5 separate regions of the Mus musculus genome follow, and all the other regions are linked to region 4. A link is a contact called in public HiChIP or PLAC-seq and promoter capture Hi-C data. All regions are on one chromosome and are shown on one strand. Each heading gives the region's core, a stretch centred on a gene start, on an enhancer-like site or on the middle of the called end of the contact. The rest is flanking DNA. Distances are from core to core; before and after follow the strand shown.

What was found. Promoter capture Hi-C pulls out the DNA fragments that hold promoters and counts their contacts. HiChIP or PLAC-seq counts read pairs in DNA pulled down with a chosen protein or histone mark.
Region 1: a promoter capture Hi-C map of the HPC-7 cell line shows a contact between it and region 4. The contact joins the enhancer-like site here to the promoter of Pde12 in region 4. A contact is called at or near these places in 19 of 39 promoter capture datasets (the 3T3-L1 cell line, the C10 cell line, the HPC-7 cell line and 12 more), 23 of 484 Hi-C or Micro-C datasets (the C2C12 cell line, the G1E-ER4 cell line, Sertoli cells and 13 more), 21 of 115 datasets of contacts at active chromatin or transcription factors (the 230-238 cell line, the HPC-7 cell line, the SCID.adh cell line and 12 more) and 3 of 9 other capture datasets (adipose tissue, liver and pancreatic islet).
Region 2: a contact with region 4 is called in an H3K27ac HiChIP or PLAC-seq map of extraembryonic endoderm stem cells. The contact joins the enhancer-like site here to the promoter of Pde12 in region 4. A contact is called at or near these places in 3 of 39 promoter capture datasets (the HPC-7 cell line, embryonic stem cells and liver), 14 of 115 datasets of contacts at active chromatin or transcription factors (the 230-238 cell line, the SCID.adh cell line, bone marrow-derived macrophages and 6 more) and 3 of 9 other capture datasets (adipose tissue, liver and pancreatic islet).
Region 3: a contact with region 4 is called in a promoter capture Hi-C map of the HPC-7 cell line. The contact joins the enhancer-like site here to the promoter of Pde12 in region 4. A contact is called at or near these places in 16 of 39 promoter capture datasets (the C10 cell line, the HPC-7 cell line, HPC-7-derived erythroid cells and 10 more), 1 of 15 datasets of contacts at CTCF or cohesin (large pre-B cells), 2 of 484 Hi-C or Micro-C datasets (bone marrow-derived macrophages and embryonic stem cells), 8 of 115 datasets of contacts at active chromatin or transcription factors (the 230-238 cell line, the SCID.adh cell line, T-cell acute lymphoblastic leukemia and 5 more) and 4 of 9 other capture datasets (adipose tissue, liver, macrophages and 1 more).
Region 5: a contact with region 4 is called in an H3K4me3 HiChIP or PLAC-seq map of the SCID.adh cell line, with 12 read pairs. The contact joins the enhancer-like site here to the promoter of Pde12 in region 4. A contact is called at or near these places in 3 of 39 promoter capture datasets (the C10 cell line and hematopoietic stem and progenitor cells), 1 of 15 datasets of contacts at CTCF or cohesin (pro-B cells), 2 of 484 Hi-C or Micro-C datasets (the G1E-ER4 cell line and germline stem cells), 5 of 115 datasets of contacts at active chromatin or transcription factors (the SCID.adh cell line, bone marrow-derived macrophages, effector CD8 T cells and 1 more) and 1 of 9 other capture datasets (liver).

What each region holds. Positions count from the first base shown.
Region 1 is chr14:26,470,758-26,475,788 of GRCm38.p6, forward strand. Slmap (sarcolemma associated protein) reads right to left here. Exons shown (of 23, transcript NM_001310445.1): 3 at 3,142-3,214. Among named protein-coding and RNA genes, the nearest start is that of Gm24031, 24 kb to the right of the region's middle. Within about 2 kb of position 2,409, at least 1 of the 459 cell types and tissues checked has an H3K27ac peak or open chromatin away from gene starts, as enhancers often do. A contact at or near this core is called in the HPC-7 cell line, where this site is marked.
Region 2 is chr14:26,443,132-26,448,426 of GRCm38.p6, forward strand. All of the region lies in intron 13 of Slmap (sarcolemma associated protein), which reads right to left. Among named protein-coding and RNA genes, the nearest start is that of Gm34223, 42 kb to the left of the region's middle. Within about 2 kb of position 3,585, at least 2 of the 459 cell types and tissues checked have an H3K27ac peak or open chromatin away from gene starts, as enhancers often do. A contact at or near this core is called in extraembryonic endoderm stem cells, where this site is marked.
Region 3 is chr14:26,513,396-26,518,122 of GRCm38.p6, forward strand. All of the region lies in intron 1 of Slmap (sarcolemma associated protein), which reads right to left. It also overlaps the pseudogene Gm2178. Among named protein-coding and RNA genes, the nearest start is that of Gm24031, 18 kb to the left of the region's middle. Within about 2 kb of position 2,611, at least 71 of the 459 cell types and tissues checked have an H3K27ac peak or open chromatin away from gene starts, as enhancers often do. A contact at or near this core is called in the 230-238 cell line, the HPC-7 cell line, bone marrow-derived macrophages and 3 more, where this site is marked.
Region 4 is chr14:26,667,425-26,672,171 of GRCm38.p6, forward strand. Pde12 (phosphodiesterase 12) reads right to left here and starts at 2,422. Exons shown (of 3, transcript NM_178668.3): 1 at 824-2,422. The coding sequence starts at 2,128. Mir7672 (microRNA 7672) reads right to left here and starts at 2,184; the gene lies at 2,123-2,184.
Region 5 is chr14:26,824,446-26,829,173 of GRCm38.p6, forward strand. It overlaps Dnah12 (dynein, axonemal, heavy chain 12), which reads left to right. Exons shown (of 75, transcript NM_001370884.1): 46 at 1-114; 47 at 2,449-2,582; 48 at 3,440-3,602. Among named protein-coding and RNA genes, the nearest start is that of Asb14, 68 kb to the right of the region's middle. Within about 2 kb of position 1,451, at least 23 of the 459 cell types and tissues checked have an H3K27ac peak or open chromatin away from gene starts, as enhancers often do. A contact at or near this core is called in the G1E-ER4 cell line, the SCID.adh cell line and pro-B cells, where this site is marked.

The DNA.
Region 1 (5,031 bases), core at 1,159-3,658, 200 kb before region 4:
TCCATCGGAGAACAAGGTTATAATTTTCAAAGTGCTCTAGTGAAGAACAACTTAAGCTGTAAGACAGTGACAAGCTCTTCACCTAGCCACCGTGGACCAAACCAAAGCTGACGTGTGTGGATGAAACTAAACTCAGTGGAGGAAACACAATAACATCCCTGTTGGGGCCTGATACAGAAAAGCAGCAGCAATTAAGCATAGGAGCTCAGAAAGCCTACCAACTAGACCAACTAGACACTGGCTCTTCTCAGCAGCTAAGTAACTAATCAAGACAGGCTCACATTCCGTACCCATGAAGTGGCCTCACCAGTTAAATGTGCTGATGAAAACAAGTGGCTTTAACAATGCAAAAGTAACCAACCAACTGCCACCTATTCTCATGACAAAGGGGCAACTAAGGAAGCCAGGGCCCCTATTTTACAAAGCCCTGTAAGATGCTATGTGTGTCTTGAAGGCAGATAGAGGGATGTCACTTGCACCTCCTACACTCTACGTCTCAGAAAACAAGGTAGTGACAACCAGCTTGAAGGCTGATTGGTAAAGCATGTGTGAGTGCTAGAAACTGACCTGGTATGGCATATACAGTGCAAAGTTAAGCACCAGCACACATTTTCTGCACACCAGGATATCTTACTACGACTTGACTGAATATGCATAAATCTTTTACCGTATTTATTTGATAACATTTCTGTGTCTTAGGAATTATAATCAATTTACCCCCTGCATCCAGAGTCTATCACAAGGCCCTAAGGAACTTACTACCTAGTGAAGGTTTTTAAAGTTGTAACTACAGGTATTCTTCTTCACTCTATAAAACTCAAATAGATGTCTTAAACATGAGTTAATCTTTCTTGACTGCACAGGCAATATATGTTAGATATGGAATATGTGGGAAATATAAAAAACTAAACTAGAATTATGCAGTCCTAGCATGCAGAGACAACCATTTTTTTATACATCCCTTTTTTCTGTTGATATGTATATATACAGAGACATTAACATAAAAACCCTAAATTAAACAAATAGATCTTTAAAAATCTTTTAAAATAGTGACATAAGAAGTAAGTCTCTTTCCTCATAAAATCTGGTTAACTAGAAACAAACAAACAAACAAAAAACCCCAAAAGGCTTAAAAAAGGTCACATAACATGTATTTGTTTTTTACAGAAACTATATGGGGTATGAGCGTGCTGTTTGAATTGTTGAAAAACTTCTTGTATATACAAAGAGTATAACAAGGAAATGTTTAGAAAGCAAATTATTATTTAGTGTTGTTTGTAAAGCTATAAGCAATTTCTATTTCTTGTTGTAGAAAATTATAAAATATAACAAAACTAAGAAACAGTCAGAACTACCTACTGAAGATCTTAAACACACTATACACTATTTACATAGTAGCCTTGGCATGTATTCAACTATTAATATTAATAGCCCTTTAAGCAGGGGCTAGGAAGACGCTTTAGTAGGTAAAGCCCCACTGCTCAAGCATCCCCAGAACCTTGTAAAAGGTCAGGTGCTATAGCCCGCCTATAACCTCAGTACTTGGAAGGTGAACACAGGTAGATCTGTGAGGCTCACTGGCCCTATCCAATGAGATCCGGTCTCAGAACACAAAGCACACAGCTCCTAAGGATCAACAGCTGAGGTTGCCCTGGCCCTCCATATGCAGGCAACAGACATGCATACAAACATAAACACATGGTCACTAAATGAGAAACAGGTAAAAACTGTAACTATTGAAGGACATTGACAACCATGCCTTAAAGAAGCTGAAAGGCAAACAGCAACAGCAAGGTTGTCCTCTGATTGCCACACAAGCCATGGCACCAAGGTGTGTACACATGTGCACACACATGCACACATACACAAGCATGCACACACAAAGATAAGGCCCACATATTTTATTAGATGGAACCTAACAACACGAAAGACATACATGACTGCTCAAAGCTTTTAGCTCTATCAAAAATAATCTCATATTAACTACATTTCATATCAACTACCTCTATCAAAAATAATCTCATATTAACTACATTTCATATCAACTACCTCTATCAAAAATAATCTCATATTAACTACATTTCATATCAACTACCTCTAAACACTAGTCTTTAAAAAGCTGTGTATCACTGCTGGACTAACTAATTAGTCTATGACTGAAAGTTTACTCCTTGACCCATAAATTAGGCTTCCGCTATGTTAAGTTCTTGAACTTTACTGCAACTTAATAAACTGTAATTACATTTTAGTAAACTGTAATTAAAATAAATGTTACAATCTCTGCCATTCATCATTTGGCCATAAAATTACAGAAAGAAAAAAAAAACAAAACTATAGTAGGTCCTAAGCTGGCGGCCAGGAGAGACTATCACAGCCACAGGAAGGAAGGGAAGGACTCTGCTTTACCTCTTTCCTGCTCAGCTTTCCCTTAAACTCTAGACATTTTGGCACAGTCAAAGTCATGCAAACCACTAGTAAAATATAAACTGTAATGACAGGAAGCTCTTTTGAAGGAGGGAAACAAGCATCTAGCATAGTAAAGGCCTTTCTAAAATTAAAAGAAATAAGCATTAATATTTAAATACTTCCCAGCCCTTTCCATACCTCACAGTGATAATCTGTAAAAAGCACAGGATATACTTATGTTTACATTTTACACTCTAGATTTCATAGCAGGACTTGATATTGCTTCATTTAAAACATAAAATACAACTTTGGGGAGATTATTTTTTAACTCCCATTAAAAAATTACTAACTAACTATATTGACATCTTCAAGTTCTAGAACATAATAACGCCTACATTAACACCACAGGCAGTCACAGTGTAAAATGTCCTATATTATTATATCAAAAGGAACACAGTAACTAACATATCCTAAATATTGCAAAAAGCAACTAATTATACATTCAAATATACATTGTAAAATTAAACTTGGAAACAAATAACCTTTATCTCTGATACATTATTATTTACTAGATTTTCAAATAATATAAAAAAGTAATTAAAACTGAAGTATGTCAAAAGGTACTATATATACTTTTTAATAAAGTAATTTTGTAGATTAACAGCATGTCATCACTCTGAATATTGCCAACCAAGATAATTAATCCAAAACTTCACAGCACTAAATTATACTCACTCTGAACGAAGTCGGGCTTCCATACCATCTGGTAGAAAAAGTTTTATTGTGGAAACAATACACCCATGGGTAACTGGTTAAAACAAATAGAATAGTTGTTTAAAAATATGAAGCTTGGTGGGTCTCATATCTAAATTTGTATTTCATTCATAAAAGTAGTAATTCCTAAAAAAGTAAATACATCTAGTGGTTTAGTGATAGTATGCACTACCTTAGAAAAACTTTCAATTCCTTGACAGACAATGAAAGTCAACTGCCCAATGTACAGAAATAGTAAGAGGAGAGAAACTGACACATTTGTCCTACTTTGCTGATATCACACCTAGTCTACTGCCTTTTAAAACCTAGGCCTTATTCTTAATTCCTCTCTCCAACTATCTCCCAACCACACGCCATGAGACTTGGAAGTCCCTGATGCATACTTTAGATCATGTTATGCACTCTTCCCATGTCAAGGCTGCTGACACTTGAGAGTTCCTCTCTGATTCTCCCTCTATATAGTTGCTCTGACTCACACAGGAGGCTCTCCAGGACAGCTTTCATACAATTGTTTATCCTTCCATCTCCAATACCTTTTGATAAAATCACAGCAGTCTCTCTGTATATAATGCATAATATTGCTTCTCACTCCTTTTCCTACTGAAGGTTTTGATAGACAAGCCTCTCACATATTGCCAATTGTACAGACTATGGCCTTTTATAGAAAAAAAAGTCAAGTTTTGATTTCTCTGTTCTTAAAATACCATATCATTGATGGATTCAACAAATGGGTTAGTTTATTAAACTGACTTAAACCTCATGTAGGCAGACAAAAACAAATTATATAATGGTTTTAAGAGTAGTGCTTAAAGTGACTATATACATCTACCAAAACTCACTGAGTCTTATAAGCAAAATTGGAATATGTGACATATAATAGTTTTATTATATAGTTATATAAAATAGTTTATTATATATTTATATTTTATTATATGCTAATAATGTTATTATATAATATATTGTATAGTATAATAAATGTTATTTATGATATAGTTATGTAATATAGTTCTATTAATATATCAAATTATATCAATAAGACTATTATAACAATAATTATTGCTTTAGAGATATAATATGTTGAACAATTACAACCATATTATCAAGATGATAATACAAAGTAATACGACTATCATCTGGAAATGTATATTAAATTTAAAGAATTTAATGCAGTTTAGTCAATATTTGTTTTCAGTGACTGATTATACACAAAAACTGCTAACACAGACACAGAGCATCTACCAGACAGTCTTCTCAGTTCTGCCTGAAATAGCCATCATTGTCATGAATCATTTGGCCTCTTCTTTTGTGGCCACATCCTCTAATCTACTGCCACAGGTCTCTTATGTATAGGCAGGTTACATGCGATTTCCAAATATATTACTGTTTATGACCCTATTTTTAAATATTATTTATTTTATGTATATGAGTACACTGTATCTGTCTTCAGACACACCAGAACAGGGCATCAGATCTCATCACAGATGGTTGTGAGCCACCATGTGGTTGCTGGGAATTGAACTCAGGACCTCTGGAAGAGCAGTCAGTGCTCTTAACCACTGAGCCATCTCTCCAGCCCAGACCCTATTTTTAATGAACATCTGATCTGTGATGTTCTTCACCTCCTTGCTAATAAAACCAAATGCATTTTTCTTTTTCCTTCATAGCTTCTGCATCAGTCCCTGCCTCCAGTTTTCTTGCCCTGATTTCCCTGTATGATGAGCTACAAGTTGTCAGCTGGAATAAACCCTTTCTCTCCAAGCTGCTTTGATCGTAGTGTTTTATCACAACAGAAATCCTAAGACAAGCTGTGAGTGCTTTTAACCACTGAACCCTCCAGACCCCTGTGCTGAA
Region 2 (5,295 bases), core at 2,335-4,834, 220 kb before region 4:
GAAAAAATATATCTGTACAGTTTACTACTTGAAGTCACTCAGTATTTTGGGACTTTATAAATCCTTTTTATTTACTAAATGTTTTTTTTTTTCAGTCTAAGTTCTTACAGAAACACAATTCCTGATATTGTCACACATATCTCCATCTCTCCCTTTCCTCATGTGTTGTCTTGTCTGTTTGTTTAAAGACGGTCTCATATGTAGCCCAGACTGGCCTTCCATTTCAGACCCTCCTGCCCCGACCTTCCTCCTGCTCGTACTCACTTCACTTTACCACACCTGGCCTTCTCAGCTTTTTAGTTTTACTACCTCAGTCTCAACAGTAGCCTGCACTGTGCCCTGGCTGTGGATTCTCAAATCTTTCTCTTGTTTTATTCTCTTTTTATTATTGTAACATAGCTTCTGACCTTCTCATGAAAGGGATGCTAGTTCTACTAACACTTTTTATCTGACAGTTTAAACTAGGCCCACAATGCTATAGGAAATAATTTTCCTTCAAAGTTTTAGAAGCACGGTGCTCTGCTGGTTCCTCTCTTCGGACCTGGGTGAGCCCAGTGAAGACTCTTCATAGGCGGTAAGGATTTCTAGAGCTTACAATAATTGATCTGCCTTTCCTTTCTGAGTACCTGGGGTGACACTCAATTCCATGGCACCAAGCCAGGGCCAAAGGTCCTAAGAGAAGATAGAGGTTCACAGCCCCGACACTACAGGAACTTAAGCATCATCTTTTGAGATGGCAACACCACAGTAAGACGATTAACATTATAGACCCTGAGTGATGATGTGGCACAAAGTGCTCTCGTCATGACAGACAAGTAGCATGGATGAGAAAGAAATGCCTGACAGACTAAGCCAGTAAGAATCCAGATCCTGCACAGTGGTTAAGAGCAACTGTTCTCACAGAGGAGCTGAACTTCCGTTCCCAACATCAAAATGGTGGTGTAACTTCAGTCCTAAGGGACCTGACACACTCTTCTGGCCTCCATGGGCACCAGACACACACATAGTACAAATACATATATATGGACAAAATAATCACATATACAAAATTAAAAAATAAATAAATCTAAAAAAGTAAGTACAGGAACACAGAATTTAGAAAGTAGGAGGGAGAGACAAAAAAATTACTCCAAGGTTTATTTACTGCCATTTTATAATTTTGCTTACTGACCCTTAGAGCTATTAAATTCCCCTGTTCCATTCTAGCCCCACACTGGAGAATGCAGGGTACTGTGCTACTGGGCAGTATGTCCAATCCTATTATTTTTGTACTCCCCTCCACCCATCCTCTCTCAACTAAAACTCACATAGACCGTACCCATTTTAAAGGAACAACTCAGTAATCGTTAGTACAGCCATAACACCTAAAACATTTTCACCACCCCAAAAGAAGCCAAATAAATATTAAGCATTTGTTCCCCACCCTCCCTCTCTGGCCCTGGCAGGTTATGATCTGTTTCCTATTGCTTGATTTATTTACCCTGTATGGATCATAGAAATGGAACAATAGAGTGTGTGCCTTGGTTTCTGGTTTAGCCTGTGATATTTTAAGACACAAGTCAATGAACATTCAGTGTATCTTCTTAATTTACAGCATAGAATCAATACCTTTCACTGGGGCACTGTCTTACATTCTGTTTTATTCATAAGTATATTCTCTGTGGGTATGTGTGTCCACGTCCTTCCACACATCCCATTTTTCTCACTTCTCTTTTTAAAACATTTACTTTAGAAAATTTTTACTCAAAATTCTTACCATTTTCATTGTCTAGAATATTTACTTTTTAAAAAACCTTTGTACTGATTTTTAAAACTTTAGTATCGTACTCTTGCCTGTCAATAATTTTAATAACTTGGGCTACACCTTTTAAGAGACAATATGTTTCTTGTTTTATTTATAAAATATCTAACTTTCTGAAAAAATTAATTACATTTCTTAAAAGCTTTCTTCTGCTTCGTACATTTTTCCTGTTTCTTCCCTGGCTCATAAAGTCCTGGTTTTCTTATACTCAAACCTGCAAAGTTCTAGAAGCTCTTATGGGACACAGAGCAGTTCAGGAGACTTGTGAGCAGCAGCTCCTGAATGGCGCAGGGTAAAGAAAATAAGGCACAGACTGCTCTTAGGTAAACCCACACCCTTGCTTAAAGCACCACATGGATTCCCGGGTCCTGAGCACCTTTGGCATCTGGGCTGTCTATTCAAAACTTTCCCCTCTACCCCCTGTAGAGTAAGAAACAGAATACAATTCCAAATCTCTCACACCTGATTAACTTTTTTGGAATATTCCAAAATTTTGTTGACACCTATGACTTGCTAAAGTCTCCCCCACCCCTTTGTCCTTGTGACCTAAATCTTTTGTTATAAATGGATTCACTAACTGTATTTAATCAAAAGCTTTCAACTGCCTTTTAAAAACTGTGTCTTTTATTTCTAGGACTGCCCATTCATTTCCTATGCCTGCCCACTCCTTTCTTAGCCTTTCATTGCCTTTTTCTCCATGAGGATATAATTTAAATATGTGTATTTGGCATTCAAGATTTTTTCTAGTGGCAATAGCATTCATCTATTCATTGTATTAATTATCTGCAACTGAACTGTTTTTAATGCTGATGGCAAGTCATATTCTCTCTTAGTTTCCAGAACTCTATTCTCTAACTGCTTTCTAGGTATCTTCATGCAGAATCCCACAGGGACGTAATCTCATTGTGGCTAAAGCTGAGTTTCTATTTTCTTCCTTTCTCCTAAATGATGTAGGTGTCCTTCCTCTCTTGCTCCACTATTCTTTATTCAAATCTCTTTGACGGGATGCTGCAGCTGTCCATTACCTCCACTTTCCTCAATTCACTATAAACTACTTATGGGAACAAAAGGAGTCCTTCGAATATTACTGTGCACCAGGATAACAAAGACACGATAACAAGGAAATTGGTTTAAAGAGAATGGGGAGGTGTGTCAACACAGATCTGACCTAGGCCTCATATCTGTCTGGTTATCATCTCTTCTGGTCTTTCTCAACTACAACGATTGTCTTAAACATCAAAAACTCAGCCAGGTGATGGTAGGTTACACCTTTAATGCCAGAACTCAGAGAGGCAGAGGCCAGCCTGAAGTTGCTCTCAACTTCTAAGAAGCCAGGGCTACACAGAAAAACTCTTGTCATGAAAAACCATAAATAGGGGGGTATCATATTAGAATATATTGCTCAAAACTTTCCCTTTCATTTTGAGAAAGTGAAAAACAAAGCAAACAAAACATAAAACCTCCAACAACACAGAAGCTCTATTGCAATACCTATAATCTACAGAAAGAACAGCTTATGGCCTACTTCCCCTACCCCTCATCAGAGATCAGAAGAAAGAACTTCCATGTAACAGAAGATCCTTTAGATCTTGAAGGAGTTATCTGACTTGCCACAATTGAAAGAGATACAATAGATACAATAAAAAACCAAACCAAGCCAAACCAATCCAATCCACGGTTGGTTTGTTTGATATACTTAAGTATTACTCTAGAGTGGGGATTATTACCATGCTCTTGTTCCTCCTCATTTACTTGAGGCAGGGTCTTATCACTTATCAGCCGTGTTGCTCTAGCAACCCTCTTATCTCAGCCTGCTCACTGCTCAGATTACAGGCATGTGCCACCTCATCTGGATAGTGCCACATTTAGTCATGTGTATTTATTGTGTAAATAACACACACACACAGAGGTTTTAAAAGGTGTAGGTATTTATAAAGTGAATTTCTTTGAGGGCATTGCCCAGTCAAAGAACAGATCCTTTCTATCAACCTTCAAAGGTCGATATCAACTCTCTACGTTCTCTTCCCACAATGGCAAGGACTACCTGACTTTGTAATACTTACCCTTTCATATTTATTTGCTTCCTCCATTTCTTGGTATGTATATGTGTATTCATGTGTGGGTATGTGGGCACATGTGTGCACATGCATGTGAAGGCCACAGATTACACTGAGTACCTTCCTCAGTATTCATGTGTATTCATGTGTGGATATGTGGGCACATGTGTGCACATGCATGTGAAGGCCACAGATTACACTGAGTACCTTCCTCAGTATTCATGTGTATTCATGTGTGGGTATGTGGGCACATGTGTGCACATGCATGTGAAGGCCACAGATTACACTGAGTACCTTCCTCAGTTGCTCTCATATTATTTTTTGAGAGATGATTTCTCATTGAACCTGGTTCTCACCATCCAGCTAGTGCAGCTGGCCAACACATCTTCCTGTCTTTGCCTCACCTTATCTGGGATTACCAGGATGTGTGACTGTGCCGTTTTTTTCTACTGCTACTAGACATCCCTCTGGCCTTTGTGTGTGTGCAACAAGCACTTTGCCAAGCAAGCTATCTCCCTGTGCACTCTTTCGCATTTCTTTAGTCACACTACCCAAACATACCTGACTAAATAAATATAACTTTCAGGGTTTAACTTCCTAAATAAACTACTACAGTGCATATTCTTACATGTTATGCTCTGTCACCCAACAGATCATAGTGCATTTATTCACTAATATTGAAAGTCTTCTGAGTTGTTTCCAGTTTGGGACTATTATAAACCTGCTGCTATGAACATCCTTGAGTTTTAATCTAATTTATCTCCTTGGGCACTTCTATATGGAGCTTATTCTGGGAAGCAAAACTAGCAACAAAATCATCTTAACTACACGAGGGACCATCATCTAAACATTTATTTTAGTCATAAAGTATAGGATGATAAAATTGTAAATTTTAAAATTTTGAATCTGCCAAAACCCTACTGGATGAGAACTAAGCTTATTTCTTGGTTCACAGAAATAAATTATGTACCACATTACTATGTGGTTTAAAATAGAAATAAGGAATAAAGTGACATACTCACAAGAAGACTTTCAGCTGTCTTGGTGTTTTAAAGTTTCTGTTAAAAATATAGCTATTGGACTGGAGAAACGGCTCAGCAGTTAAGAGCACTGACTGCTCTTCCAAAGATCTTGAGTTCAAATCCCAGCAACAACATGGTGGCTCACAATCATCCGTAAGAGAGTGATATCTAACACCCTCTTCTGGTGTGTCTGAAGAGAGCTACAGTGTACTTACAGATAATAATTAAATCTTTGGGCTGCAGCAAGAAGGGCTGGTGTGAGCAGAGGTCCTGAGTTCAAGCCCCAGCAACCCCATGATGGCTCACAACCATCTGTACAGCTACAGTGTGCTCATATACATTAAATAAATAATAAATAAATAAATAAATCTTGAGGGGGAAAAAAAAAGAAGACGACTCAGGTGTGCAAAGATTA
Region 3 (4,727 bases), core at 1,361-3,860, 150 kb before region 4:
AGATGTCAAACCTGTCAAAAAAAAAATTAAGAACCAGGAAAGAACAGTGCTATGCACAGAAAAGTTTTCAAAGTTCCATTAAAAGCGCATCCTGGGGAACAGGAGTGTAGTGCGACAGCACGCCTGTGACCCTGAGTGGGTCCCAGACCCCTCTCCTCCCTGCTCCCCAATACCCTAAAAGTAAATTAATCTAAGTGCCTGAATTATTCATATGAAAGACTCCCTGGTGACTTTTAAGTATAATTTAATGAAGGATCACATGAGTGATACGGGAGACAGTCAAAGGACAGACAAAGTACATAACAGCAGAGGGGTATGGACAGACTGCATCAAATGCAACACTGCCACAGGACGGTTTTATAGGACAAATGGAGTGTGTTAAATTCCCTAGCAATCATCTGTCCTAGATGAGCTGAGGGGACAGAAGCTGGGTGGTGGCACACTATATGCCAGAATGTCAAGTCCACCGGGCAGAGACGTGACAACCCAGACCTGTGAGGAGCTCAGTGAGTGCTGCACTTTAAAATTGTTACATTATCACACATGGGTCACGAAGTTAGAAATGGAATTTAACAAATGAAAAAACAAAAACAAAAAACAAAAAACAAACAAAAAATAACGAAGACTGAACTCTCAAGTCCGAAACTAAAGATCAGGGAAGAAAAGAATTTCCTTCAAAATACCCATAAGAGTAAACTAAGGAGGCCATCTTACTTTATTGTGTTACTAAATGCAGCTAGCCATATTAATAAATTTCCTTTTTAATATACTACAGCTCAAATCCAGAGTCAGAAGATGCTAAGCAAAGATACTCTTACACTGACATATATTCCTGGCCCTTTGTTATTTATAATGTCATTATATTTTTAAAAAAATACGTGAGTCCACACAATTCTTAAAGAACTTGCTTTTTAAATAATATAACTATAAAATATCCACTCAGAATGGATATTTCTGGAAACACAGAATGCACTGTAGCCAGGCTGAGCGTATAATCAATGACACAGCACTTGTCACATAAAGGCCCTGTGTTCAATACATGACATCTCCATCAAAGTCCACTTAAGGAATATACAATACAAAAAACAAAAAATATGGTTTAAGAAAAAACAAAACAGGTTCTTCCTCTTCCAGGGATAGTGCTTAGAGGCACTCAGTATGGTCCAGCGGTTGACATACTGTCAAAGGCTTTCCTACAATACAGCCTCTAACAAAACGAGGCTGTCTCGAACCCCTGACAACAGGATTGTTTACCTTTATACCAAGAAGGTTGGGAAAGCACCTAAATCTGCATGTGGCGTGTGCCCACTCAGACTGCAAGGGTTGCCTGCTGTGAGAGCCAGGGTAGTCCTTATGCGCTTGTCTAAGACAAAGATGCAGGTAAGCAGGGCCTATAGCTGCTCCATGTGTGCCAAGTGTGTCTGTGACAGGATCAAGCAGGCTTTCTTTATTGAGGAGCAGAAAATCATTGTCAACGTGTTGAAGGTACAAGCACAGAGTCAGAAAGCAAAATAAACATGCAGCTTTAAGTAATTACAAAAACAGAAAAAAGAAAATCAGAACAGACACAATTATCTAAGAAGTCTAAGGAAGAAATGGAAAATCAAACTGTAAAAAAAATTAAGTATTAACCAAACTTAGAACAATAAGCTGTTATGATCTATTCAATATTAACTAAACTTAAAATATATACATACATACATACATACATACATACACCCATGTATCAACAAGACAACCTCCCAACCTAAATTCAAGCCAATCAAAAAGAAAACAGCATAAAGACAACTAAAACAAAGTAAGGACCATTTCTTACTGACTGATTCAGCTCATGTACATAACTTTCACAGAGAAGAAAATGACATTTTTACACTGAAGCATTATCACATATGAAAAGTATAAAGAAACCAGTAAAATCAAAACACTTGTTAACATCACTAAGAGTGCCGCTTTTTAAATATTTGATTAGCATAATTACTATAAATTTTTGCTCGTTAAAGCCAAGTGCTGTTTAGAGTAACTATAGGCATCACTAGTTAGTTCACCTCACTTTTCTTCTGAAACAAGATAGCTGAAGCAACGCAGTTAAAGAAGCTCAAGCTGCGAGACGATTCTGAACACAGCAAAAAGGCAACCACAAACTATCCTCTGTATTTCTCCTATCAGAATGCTTCCATAATCATTATCTGAATCTAATATGTAAAGCAAAATTTGAAATTAGATGATGTCGAATTAATTAATTTTAAATTCAGTAAAGGATATAAATTATGAAACCTTTGCTACACAATAAAATTATAATCTTCTGAGGATGTAATCTGAGCAGTTTAAATGACATGCCAAAAGGCTTAAAGAACGTTTGGAGTTTTCTGGTAACAATAATAGAGGTTCATTTAACAGGGTTTTGAAAATTATATTGAAAACACTAAAATAAACCTTAAAAAGTAGTCGTAATTCAGGAAATGTATCAAACCTTAACTTTCGGAGGGCACTCTCAGTATGTTTTCAAGACTCAGAAAGTCGGTTTCGTGGAAGCCATGTTAGCAGAACTGCACTGTCCAAAGGAAGTGACAGTGCGGATTGTGGGTTTTGACATCCACAGTTTACAATAGATAAACATTGTGCAAAGAAAGAGCTAAAGCTCACCAGAGTCCCAGCTCTGGGCTGCAGATGAAGTGCACGCCTGCGAGCCCAACGCCTGGGAAAGCTGAATGAAAAGTTCACACGCTCAAGATTAAGCTAAACTTTTATTACTGGCCAAATGCAGAGTAAAAGCTGACACAATTCAGCTCTCAGAAAGCCTTTCTCCACAGACTTCACACACAGTAGTTACATACACACTTATATTCAAAGTCTTCTCAAACAATTTTTTTCTCTCAATAGTAATACAAAGTTAAGTTCCAAACTTTTCAAAACTCAGAACATTAAAAAAAAAATTACATAGCAAGATTTTGCTGAAAGGACCCTGATATAGCTGTCTCTTGTGAGACTATGCCGGGGCCTAGCAAACACAGAAGTGGATGATCACAGTCAGCTATTGGATGGATCATAGGGCCCCCAGTGGAGGAGCTAGAGAAATTACCCAAGGAGCTAAAGGGAACTGCAACCCTATAGGTGGAACAACAATATGAACTAACCAGTACCCCAGAGCTCATGTCTCTAGCTGCATATGTATCAAAAGATGGCCTAGTCGGCCATCACTGGAAAGAGAGGCCCTTTGGACAGGCAAACTTTATATGCCCCAGTACAGGGGAAAGCCAGGGCCAAGAAGTGGGAGTGGGAGGGGAGGGGAGGGGGTACTTTTGGGATAGAATTGGAAATGTAAATGAAAAAAACACCTAATGAAATTTTTAAAAATTAAAAATGAAAAAAAACAAATCTAAAAATTAAAAAAAAATTACGAGAACAGCTATGGCTACTGAATTTCTAATTCATGCTGTATTATAAAGCTCAAAATTCCAATATACATAATGATTGAGTCACAATCCATTAGCACAGTATGTAGTTAACTCAGGATTTCAACTAACAAGTAAGCCTATGAAGGAATACCTGAACTGTATGGCATTCCTCACGCCAGACACTCCTGTATATGGACAATTAACAGAGACTTCATGAAAGTAGCAACAATTAAAACTAAGAACAAACAAGTTATCAACAAGTATAATACACAGGCTTTAAAAGCAAAATGCTTAATTATACTCTACACCCCTCAATCAAGCATTTCAGAGTAATTACACACTCACCAACTCACTGAGCCTCCAAATCTATTACTTTGAACATCCCTTAAGTCACTGAGAAGACAGCTCTGGTATAACATGAATGTGGAATTAAACCTCACACTCATGTGTTAAAGAATGGGTCTCACGCAATCTTCCTAGGTAAGATTTGGGGAAAATGATAAGTCATGAGGGCTTTGACAATCAAAAGATTAATCCATTAAAAGATTTTTATGAGAAGATGGTGGAAACTGGGCCTCACTGGAAGAAGTGGGTTACTGGAGGTCAGCTTTTAAGGGGTATATCTTGCACACAGCCTCTTCCTCTAATGTCCTGTTTCCTAGTTGACCTGAGGCAAACAGAGTAGCTTTTCTTACCATGTCTTGGTTCCATGATGCTAAAAACAATGGAATCAGGAAACCAAGTAAACACACTCATAAATACTGTAGAGCTAGGCTGACTGCAGTGCAGTGGTTCAGTTAGTGGAATGCTTTCCTTACATGCACAAAGCCCTGGGTTTGATCTTCAGTACTGGATAAGTGTGTTGGCACATGCCAGTAAGCCCAGTGCTCAGGAGGTAGGGGCAAACCAGGAGTTCAAAGTCATCTTTGGATACACAGTAAGTCCAAAGCCAGGTTTTAATCTGTCATTAAAAGAATTTTAACCTTTTCATTAAAAATCTTTTAATGAAACTAATCCATTAAAAGATTTTTATGGGAAGATGGTGGAAGGTGGGCTATATGATAATCTTATATATTATCATCAACAACAAATAGAGGTCAAAACGTATAATAATAGGATAGTAATAGCATGATTACCTCACCTATATAATTAGTCTGTTTCATAGTCTAGTAGTGCTATGGTTTGGATGCTGAATGTCTACCACAAGCTCAGGTGTTAAAGATGCAATGCAACGGATGGCACTATTGGGAAATAAAGGAACTTCTATACAGTAGGACACACTAGAAGGAACTTAGATCACTGAAAACGTGAACATGCAGAACAGTATGTGAC
Region 4 (4,747 bases), core at 1,172-3,671:
GATTAAAGCTACGTTCACACCCTGAACAATAATGCTAACATTGTCAAGTGGCTATGAATCCTGGCTTCATACTTCTTTCTATCTATCTATCTATCTATCTATCTATTTAATATATGTGAGTACACTGTTGCTGTCTTCAGACACACCAGAAGAGGGCATCAGATCCCATTCTATCTATCTATCTATCTATCTATCTATCTATTTATTTAATATATGTGAGTACACTGTTGCTGTCTTCAGACACACCAGAAGAGGGCATCAGATCCCATTACAGATGGTTGTGAGCCACCATGTGGTTGCTGGGAATTGAACTCAGGACCTCTGGAAGAGCAGTGAGTGCTCTTAACCACTGAGCCATCTCTCCAGCCCTTCATACTTCTTTCAACTAGCATAAGGACATTAGGAACATTTTCTCATTTATTAAAAAAGGATAGTATCTGTAAAAACAGATAAGCCAATTACTTTTTCTTACACACTAGTTAACAATAGAGACGAAACATCTTAAAACAGGAGGGACTTAGACTTGGGAGTGCTTTAAAGTGCTCTTAAAACGGTACGTGACAAGTTACTATGTCTACCTGGATTGTAAACACTAAGGAATGTCTCTATTCATCTTGTTGAAGGCAACCTGCGGCAGGATAGGCACACTAGGAGAGGTTAAAATGTGCTGAATTAAGGAACAGGCTACACTTTCAAGATGCTGGAGCAAAAACACTTTAAAGAAATGCGTATTTCCAATGACGAGTACTAATACCCAACCCCCTATACTCCGGCAACCCCTAATCCTGGGCGAGTATGAAGAAAACAAGCAGAGCTACTTGACCTGAAGGACAGATGACCTCTGGAGGACCTTCTCCTGTGCTAATGGGTTCAAAGCCAGCTTCTCTAGTAATTCTTTGTGCAGTGGGTCCGACTTGAGGGCTTCTTGAAAAGAGATGTCATGTTGACTAAGGAGCCTGAACTTGGACTTCCGGTAGAAAGTGGCCAGGCCTTCGTGCTGCTTGATTCGGAACACGCCCTCCAGCCCGAAGGCCTCCAGGGCCGGTACCAAGCTGTCGGAGAACACCGCGCGGTCCACCTCCTGCAAACAGATGAGGTCTGCGTTGTAGCCTGTGAGCTCCTTCTGTATGAGATTCTGGCGGTAGTCAAGCTCCAGGGCGTAGGGGGCACAGTACGGGTACAAGACCGTCCGAGAGAACTCAGTCTGGGCGTACGTGTCTGCCAGGATGTTGTAGGAGACAGTGCGGATGAAAGAGTCCTCCGTCACCTTCTTGGTGTACAGATGTCGATGGTCAAAAGTGCAGGTGCCAGGCCCGGCCTCCACCGGGCACAGGCTTTCTAGCTCCCGGCTTGGCCCGAAGCGCTGCCCATTGCCCGGTGTACAGTGAAGCCGGAGCCGGAGCCCGATGTCTGCATTGCACGGGGTGTAGACGCGCTCGTCCACACCGGTCTCGATCCAAGCTGAAGGCTGCGAAGAGTGAGACGAGGACGCGGGGCCGCTGTCCCCAGGTTCTGCCGCCCCGGGTTTGACTTCCTTGTACCAGCGGAACACGGAGCTGGCGGGATCCCCAAATTCCACGCCGAGTTTGGGGCACACAGGGAAGCCAGCCATGATGTAGCGCGGCAACTGCAGCTCCGTGAAGGTGGGCGGGTTGCGCTCCACCTTGTACTTGACGTCGCCGATCTGCAGCACCGCTCCGTCCTGCCAGGCGTCCACATTGAGCACATCCTCGGCCACCGCCTCCTCCCGGTAGTACAGCTTCACCACCGGCTCGCAGGTCGCAACCGGCTCAGGCCCTGTAGCCTCACAGGCCGCGCCACCGCTCGAGTGGGCTCGGTTCTTCCTGCTCTTCTTGGCGGCCGCTACCTTTGCGTGTCCCTTGAGGGCGTTGGTAGCGATCCGGCTGAGGGCCCGGCCCAGAGGCTCGCTCTGGTCCCTCTGCATGTTTTTGTGGCTGCCGTCGGCCAACGCGAAAGACAGGCTGAGCTTGGGCTCCGAGGGCACACAGCGCACCACCGCGCGCTCCATGGCGCGCACCGCCTCGTGAGTCCCTGCCTCGGCCCGGCTGCGCCGCTCCACCACCGACCGGACCCCACGAAGCGCGCTGCGGCCCGGGAGCCTCCACATGAACCTGGCAGCCGACGAGATCAGAGATCCAGAGTCGCCCGCTGTCAAGTCCACCGGGAGGAGCGGCCGTGGCCGGGTACAAGACCCATTCAGACCGTGGACTTCCGGTCGGCGGCAAGCAGAAGCCGGGGTGTGAGCATCAAGCGCGCGGTGTTCCCGACTCGCACTTTCGCCAAGGCCACTTGCCAGCTCCTTCTTGTCTTGACCGCCGGTCTCGAGTTTCGAGCGCCTTGGTGTTTTTATTCAACATGGGTAAAAGGCGAAGAGTGAAGGAAATATAAGAGTGCCCGAGGGAGCTACCAGAACCCGAAGTTTTGTTGAAAGTGTAGGCTGAGGGCGGGAACAATAGGCTTACGGAACCGGAAGTGACTGGGCGGTGCCTCCGGGAAACACTAGGCTTTCTGTCATTTCCAGTTGCTCCGGTTATGGCTGTGTGTAGGCGCCGGCCTCCTCCCCAGGATTGCAACGTCCGCTCTGCACAGTTGGCGGACCTGTTCCCTGGTCTTTCGAGGTGTGGCGGGTCGAGTGAAGCTAAGCACGACAAGTGTGGAGCTTGTGGTAGCTAAGGAGCTCCGAGCCGCCCGCCGGCTTCTTCCACCAGCTTGTGAGCTCTGAGGATACAAAACACAAGATGCATAATGTACTTGAGCCTCGCGCTTTTGTTGTTGTTAGGTTTTGAGGTAGGTTTCCTATCCGCCTTGGAACCCAGGAAGACTGAGTCAAAGCTACACAGCATAGTAAATGATAGAAAAAGTACAGACATGTTTTCGAAAGCTGTTAGTGGTTTAAGTAGTAAAGAGCTTGGAAGACCTTGTCTTTGTAGGGTTGAAAGGTTTAGCAAATAAAATTATAGGACTCAGGTAAAACTTTAAGAACTCTTTAAACGAAGACGCTAAACCCCTCCCCATTTTACTTAATTTGAAGATTAAATTTCGCCGAGAGTTTTATTTCTTAATACGAATGATCTTGGTTTATTTGTAGACCAAAACGAAGTCCTATCTGACTGGAACAGGGAGCCCCGGGAGTACTAGTCTGTAAGAAAGACCCTTCAACTCTACTGAACTCAGATTGTCAGGCCTGGCAGCAACTTTACCCATTGAGCCATTTCGCCAGCCCAGACCTTTTGTTTGCACGGTCTTTTATTTTTCAAGAAGTATTCTGACAATGTCAAATCTCGTGGAAAGCTTGTTTTTAATCCACAAGCTTGAAAGTAATAAGCAAATGCCTTTTTGTTGTTTTTGGTTTTCGAAGCAGGATTTACTTTGTGTATTCCTGAGATCTGCCTGTCTCTGCCTCCTGAGTGCTGGGATTAAAGGCATACACCACCATGCCCAGCTGTAAATGCCACTACTGAAGCTATACTTTTATTAAATTGACTTATAGCCCCATTTGTAATTATATAATTGAAACTTGAGAGATTAAGCAATAGTATGATTTTGATAATACATATTGGAGGGAAAGGACTAGGAACACTTTTATTTTTAATATCAAGAAACACAAACTGGCTGGAGAGATGGCTCAGTGATTAAAAGCACTTGACTGCTCTCCTGAGTTCAATTCTCAGCAACCACAGGGTGGCTCACAACCATTTGTAGTGAGTTCTGATGCCCTCTTTTGGTATATCTGAAGTCAGCAACAGTGTACTCATACAGATAAAATAAAATTTTTTAAAAAAGAAGAAGAAACACAAACTAAGGGTACAGTTCAGTGATAAGAGTACTTGGCTAGCAATTGTGAGGATTTAAGAAGGCCTTAGAGAAAGAAAGTCTGCAAATAGCATAGTTGGTATAGTGTTTGCCATGCAAGAATGAGGATTTAAGTTTGATCCTTAGAACCCAGATGAAAATGCTAGGCAGAATGGTATGTGCTTCTATTCCCAGCTCTGCGATTACAGGTGGAGCCTTGGGGTTCTGGGCCAGACAACCTAGCCTAAATACAAGCTCCAAGTCAATGAGAGAACCTGTCTCAAAAAACCAGGGTGGTTTTTCCTAAGTAAAGACACTGGAAATTGACATCTCACCTTTACACATGAGCATATGTGTGCATGTTCAACTCCCCAAAACACACAACACATGTGTCAATATAGACACATGATTTTCTTTTAAGTTTCAAATTAAAAGGAAAACTACAAAACTAAGCTAGGCGTGGTGGCACATGTGTTCTAGACCAGCCTGGACTATGTAGTGCTACCTCCAATCAATACGAAAGAAACATACCTATAAGAATCATGTCTACCAAGCCGGGCGTAGTGGCGCACACCTTGAATCCCAGCACTCGGGAGGCAGAGGCAGGCGAATTTATGAGTTCAAGGCCAGCCTGGCCTACAGAGTGAGTTCCAGGACAGCCAGGGCTACACAAAGAAACTCTGTCTCGAAAAACAAAAACAAACAAACAATCATGCCTACCTATGTATCATGTATAAATCTTCCAGTACTCATGTGAAGTCTGGTTTACTCTGATTACTTTCATTACAGTAGATGATATTGGCTGTAAACACTGTTTGCTTAGATACTATTTATACTTAGGGTCAAAATGAAACTGTAGTTTTGGGTGATAGTATTCAGAAGTTTTGAATAGTACTTTGTTGCGGCCGCCAGCAGCTCGCAACATGAACAGTTC
Region 5 (4,728 bases), core at 201-2,700, 160 kb after region 4:
TGCAAAGATAATCTGCACATCGTAGTGGCCTTTAGCCCTATTGGAGATGCATTCCGAAATCGTCTGAGACAGTTCCCATCCCTCATCAATTGTTGTACTATTGATTGGTTTCAGGTTGGTTTTGCTTTATTTTGTTTTGTTTTGTTTGTAATGAGAGAACAGAGTTGTTAATTCTTAGAATTTTATCAAATTTATTTAAGCTTGACTAATATTCAGCAGTTAGTTGACTAATAATTCATTGCTAATTAGTCATTAGCAATGACTAATATTCATTGTTCAGTTAGTATGATGGTGGGAATAGTACTTAGGAGAAGCTCTAGTACTCACTTAGTAGGAGCTGAGAAGATGATGTGTTTCCTAGAAAGAGTTCATAGTCTAGACTAGAAGACATGAAAGACAATAGGCAGGAAAAGGAAGGCACATAACATTGATGTGCAAAGTGTAGACTGAGGAAGAAAGAGAATTTCTAAAGTATTAAGATGAATCAGTTACATAAAAAGGTGATATGGAACCATAAGATAGTGTTTGGGGGGGGAGAATGAATTAACAAAATATGTAATTACCCGCATATATTGTATAAATGGGATTAATAAAACTTCTATTATATAATTGTGTGTCAACTATGTATTATAATAACTAATTAACTCTTCCCTTTGAGGAGTGTGTGTGTGTGTGTGTGTGTGTGTGTGTGTGTGTCCTCCTATAGAGCAGGCCTCCAGTTTAATCAAAAAGTGGCTGAAACCACCATTGGGCCAGTAGCATTTTCCTCTAAGCTACACATGTTTTAATTAATCATTTTTAGTTTAATTTAATTTTATGTGTATGGGTATTTTGCCTGAATGTATGTCAGTGTACCACTTATGCCCAAGAAGGTGGAGAGAGGGCATCAGATATCTGGAACTGAAATTAAAGACAGTTGTAAATGGTTACATAGATTCTGGGAATCAAACCTGGGTCCTCTAGGATAGCTAATGCTCTTAAACACGGAGTCCATGCCTATAGGCCCCAAAATTTAATACAGAAAGGTGTGTGTGTGTGTGTGTGTGTGTGTGTGTGTGTGTGTGTTTGTCTGTGTGTGTGTGTAGAGGGAGGATTATGAATGGGTTTGGTCCCCATGATTATGGAGCCTTAGAAGATCTTCACCTCACAAAGTGGGGGCCTTGAAGAGTGAGTGCCACAGTTCTAGTATGGAGGCCACAAGGCTCAAGACCTTGAAGAGCTCATGTTTTGAGGTCTTCTGAACTCTGAAGCCGACAGTAAAACCGATGTGCCAGCCTGAGGACGGTCAGAGAGGATTAAGTGCTCCTTTATTTGGAAGAAGAGCAATACTGTCCTTTGGTTCAGGACTTCTAATTAAAAGAGGCCTGCTGACGTGAGGGTAGTGGGCTGTGCCTTTGGGAAGCAGAGATAGAGGACGATAGCTGGAGCTACACAGAGAAATCCTGTCCTCAACTCCCCATCCCCAAAAAGGAGGACCTTAAAATGCACACTGCCCTAAAAGGAAAGAATTACAAGCATCTTGTTGAAACTGAGTGAAAGGAAATCTGGAAAATATTCTAACAAAAAAGTAAAAAAGCATAAACTGTTTAATTAAACATTTAAAATGTTAGTTGTCAAGTATCATTGTAGGCACTCCTTGCTTCCATGGGTTTTATTTCTGTCAAGGGTTGAACGGAAGCCAGTAACAGACAAACAAGTAAATGGTGTGTGAGGTATCGGTTAGTAAGTTCTGAAGATAACACTCACCACAAGAGGTCATGTAAATAACAGGAAGAAGGCTGTTCTAGACAGATCATTCTGGGAAGAACTTTATCATCATCTGGGGCATAAACATAAAGGAAGTAAGAAAGTGAGCCACATCACAGTCTGAGAAAAGAAGGTTCTGGTCAGAGGACACAGCAAGAGAAAGGTCCAAGAGCAAGACTGCAGTTGACATAGTTCAGGACAGAGCAGAAGAAAGCACTTCACTGAGGCAGAAAAGATTGGCAAAAAGAACTTTTGGGTAAAAAAAAACAAAAAAAAACCAAAAAACTTCAGTTTTGGAGTTATGATAGGGATTATGAAGGACTTCCAGTGACAGAAATCCAAATTAAAAAAGGGTTTTCTCCTCTTTCTCATATGGGAGAAGGGGCTAGTAGATATTGAGCAGACAGCATTGTCTATAGTGAACATGCTAAAATCAAGATGCCTAATGGACAACCATGTAGAGAGATGGAGAAGGGGATAATTATGTTCTTAATATGCAACAAGTCTTTAGTCCTTATCGTGTGTCCTTGTTTTCATTTTAATGTATAAAAAAATCTAAAAAGCATTGGGCCCTCAGTCTATTTGATTCTCATTAAGCCCTAACCTCTTCATAACCCTAAACTCTTCCCCTAGGTGACATCTCGACGTATATGCCTGCACTGAGGCTGCTCATCTTTAATACATTTTTCTTTCTCTTTCCAGCCGTGGCCTGAAGATGCTCTTGAACGTGTAGCTGTGAATTTCCTAGAAACTCTGGAGCTCACTAAGGTTGAGCGACAAGAGATAGTCCCGATCTGTAAACACTTTCATACTTCCATTATGCACCTTTCAGAAAGGTTAGTAATGATGGTACTTTAAATTGTGCAATTTAAATGCCTTGTATTTTAAGTGCCCTGTATTTTCCACAAAAGTCTAACATTTTGGTGTTATTTCTTTGTCTTCTAATTTTTCTGGTTATTTAATTAATTAAAACCCTCAGCTAACAAGCAATAGAAAGGGAGAATTTATTTTGAAGATCCAAGAATGCCTCACAAAGATCTGGAAAATGAGCAGAAGAAGTTAGAATCTGTTAAAAACACACAATTGTTTTCTGATATGCGTCATTATGTGTGTTCTAACTATTGATCATCAACCCTTGAATCTAGAAGCATGACCTTAAGTGCTGTTGTATTGTGCATAGAGAGTCAGTTGTCCTGCATACTTGGCTTGGACAGTGGTGCCAGGAAGTGTGCTGTAGTCTGCATCCTTGTATATCCCTGTATGTCCTTCCATGTATACAATATACTGGTCTTTTACATTCAGTCGGCATGTAGCATACAGTGTAACTCATACTTGTCCCATTTGCAGTCTCCTTTCCTGAGGCTTGCCTACCTCATACAATAGCTCAAGTGTCTTACAAGGCTAGAGCCTGCTGGCATTTGACACATAGAAAAATAAAGACTATCTTTGTTTGCAGTTATTCACCTTTCATAGGCATCCTTGATTTGTGCTTTTTCAACATGTCATTATTGTCTGATTTTTTTTTTCAGATAAGAACTTCGAATTTCTAGAGTTTCATGATGTTAAATACTTAACATGTTCTTCATAAACCTTAACCTCTATTCATAACTGCCTATCTTTAATGCTCTGCTGAATTTACACCACTGTAAAATCAACTATTAATGCTGTGATCTATTGCCTGACTCTTTTTCAGGTTCTTAGAAGAGTTAGGACGACATAACTATGTTACTGCGACTTCTTATCTTGAACTTATTGGCTCATTTCGGCAGCTTTTAACTAAGAAACGGCAAGCTGTCATGGAAGCAAAACAGCGCTATGTGAATGGACTTGACCAGTTAGCTTTTGCTGAGTCTCAGGTAAAGCTGATAAGCTGTTCAAAATAATAGAATATTCTGAGCCGGGTGGTGGTGGCACACACCTTTAATCCTAGCACTCTGGAGGCAGAGGCAGGCAGATCTCTAAGGCCAGCCTGGTCTACAGAGTGAGTTCCAGGACAGCCAGAGCTACACAGAGAAACCCTGTCTCCAAAAACCAAAACCAAACCAAACCAAACAAACAAACAAACAAACGAAAAAAAAAAAAGAAAGGAAGGAAGGAAGGAAGGAAGGAAGGAAGGAGGAGGAAGAAGGAAGGAAGGAAGGAAGGAAGGAAGGAAGGAAGGAAGGAAGGAAGGAAGAAGGAAGGAAGGAAAGAAAAACTACTGATAAATGTAAGAGCTGTAAGGGCAGCTGTTTACTCTCAGTGTGTTCTGTACAAGGTTCTGGGTTATGTACATCACACCCCTTGCTCCAGTTACTCTTTTACAACTACAGGAGGACATCAGTCTTCAAGTCCTCGTTTTACAGAGAAGTAAGTGTTCAAATGAAGAGATGCTATTAGAATGTACTTCCACGGGGAATGTTCAGTAGTCCAACTTTATGTCAATATTTTATGCAACAAGCATTAGAAATAGCTTGTAAGCAAGTCCCTTAGTGTATCGCTTATCATTTATGAATGACATTTTCTTGGCTGATTCTGACAAAGATGTTTTAGAGGATATGTTTAAGGTAGCATAAAGAATTCTGCCATGCTGGGGGCTCCAGAAAAAAAATACAAAGAGGAGATTCACTTCGTTATTTGGGTTATAAATCAACCCACAAAAAATTTTTACAGAAACTCTTTAAGTTGGCCCAAACCACAGAGACTTGAATAATTTGTCATTTAAGAGTACAAGAAATATATTTTGGCAGATGTTAAATACGAGATGGGCCTTTTCTAATGAGTTCAATGCTATTAATAGTTATAGTTACTAGTGGGTTGTTGTTGTTGTTGCTGCTGCTGCTGCTGTTATTGTAGAACACCATAGAATAACAGGATTACCTGAGCTGATACCTTCTTCTCTGGGTGCATTTCCTCCACGGTTACTACCTTTTCCCAGTGCCTTGTGAATACCTAAAGATTGAAAGCCTTTTGTGAGAAGAACTGGATATGCCCTCATGGTAC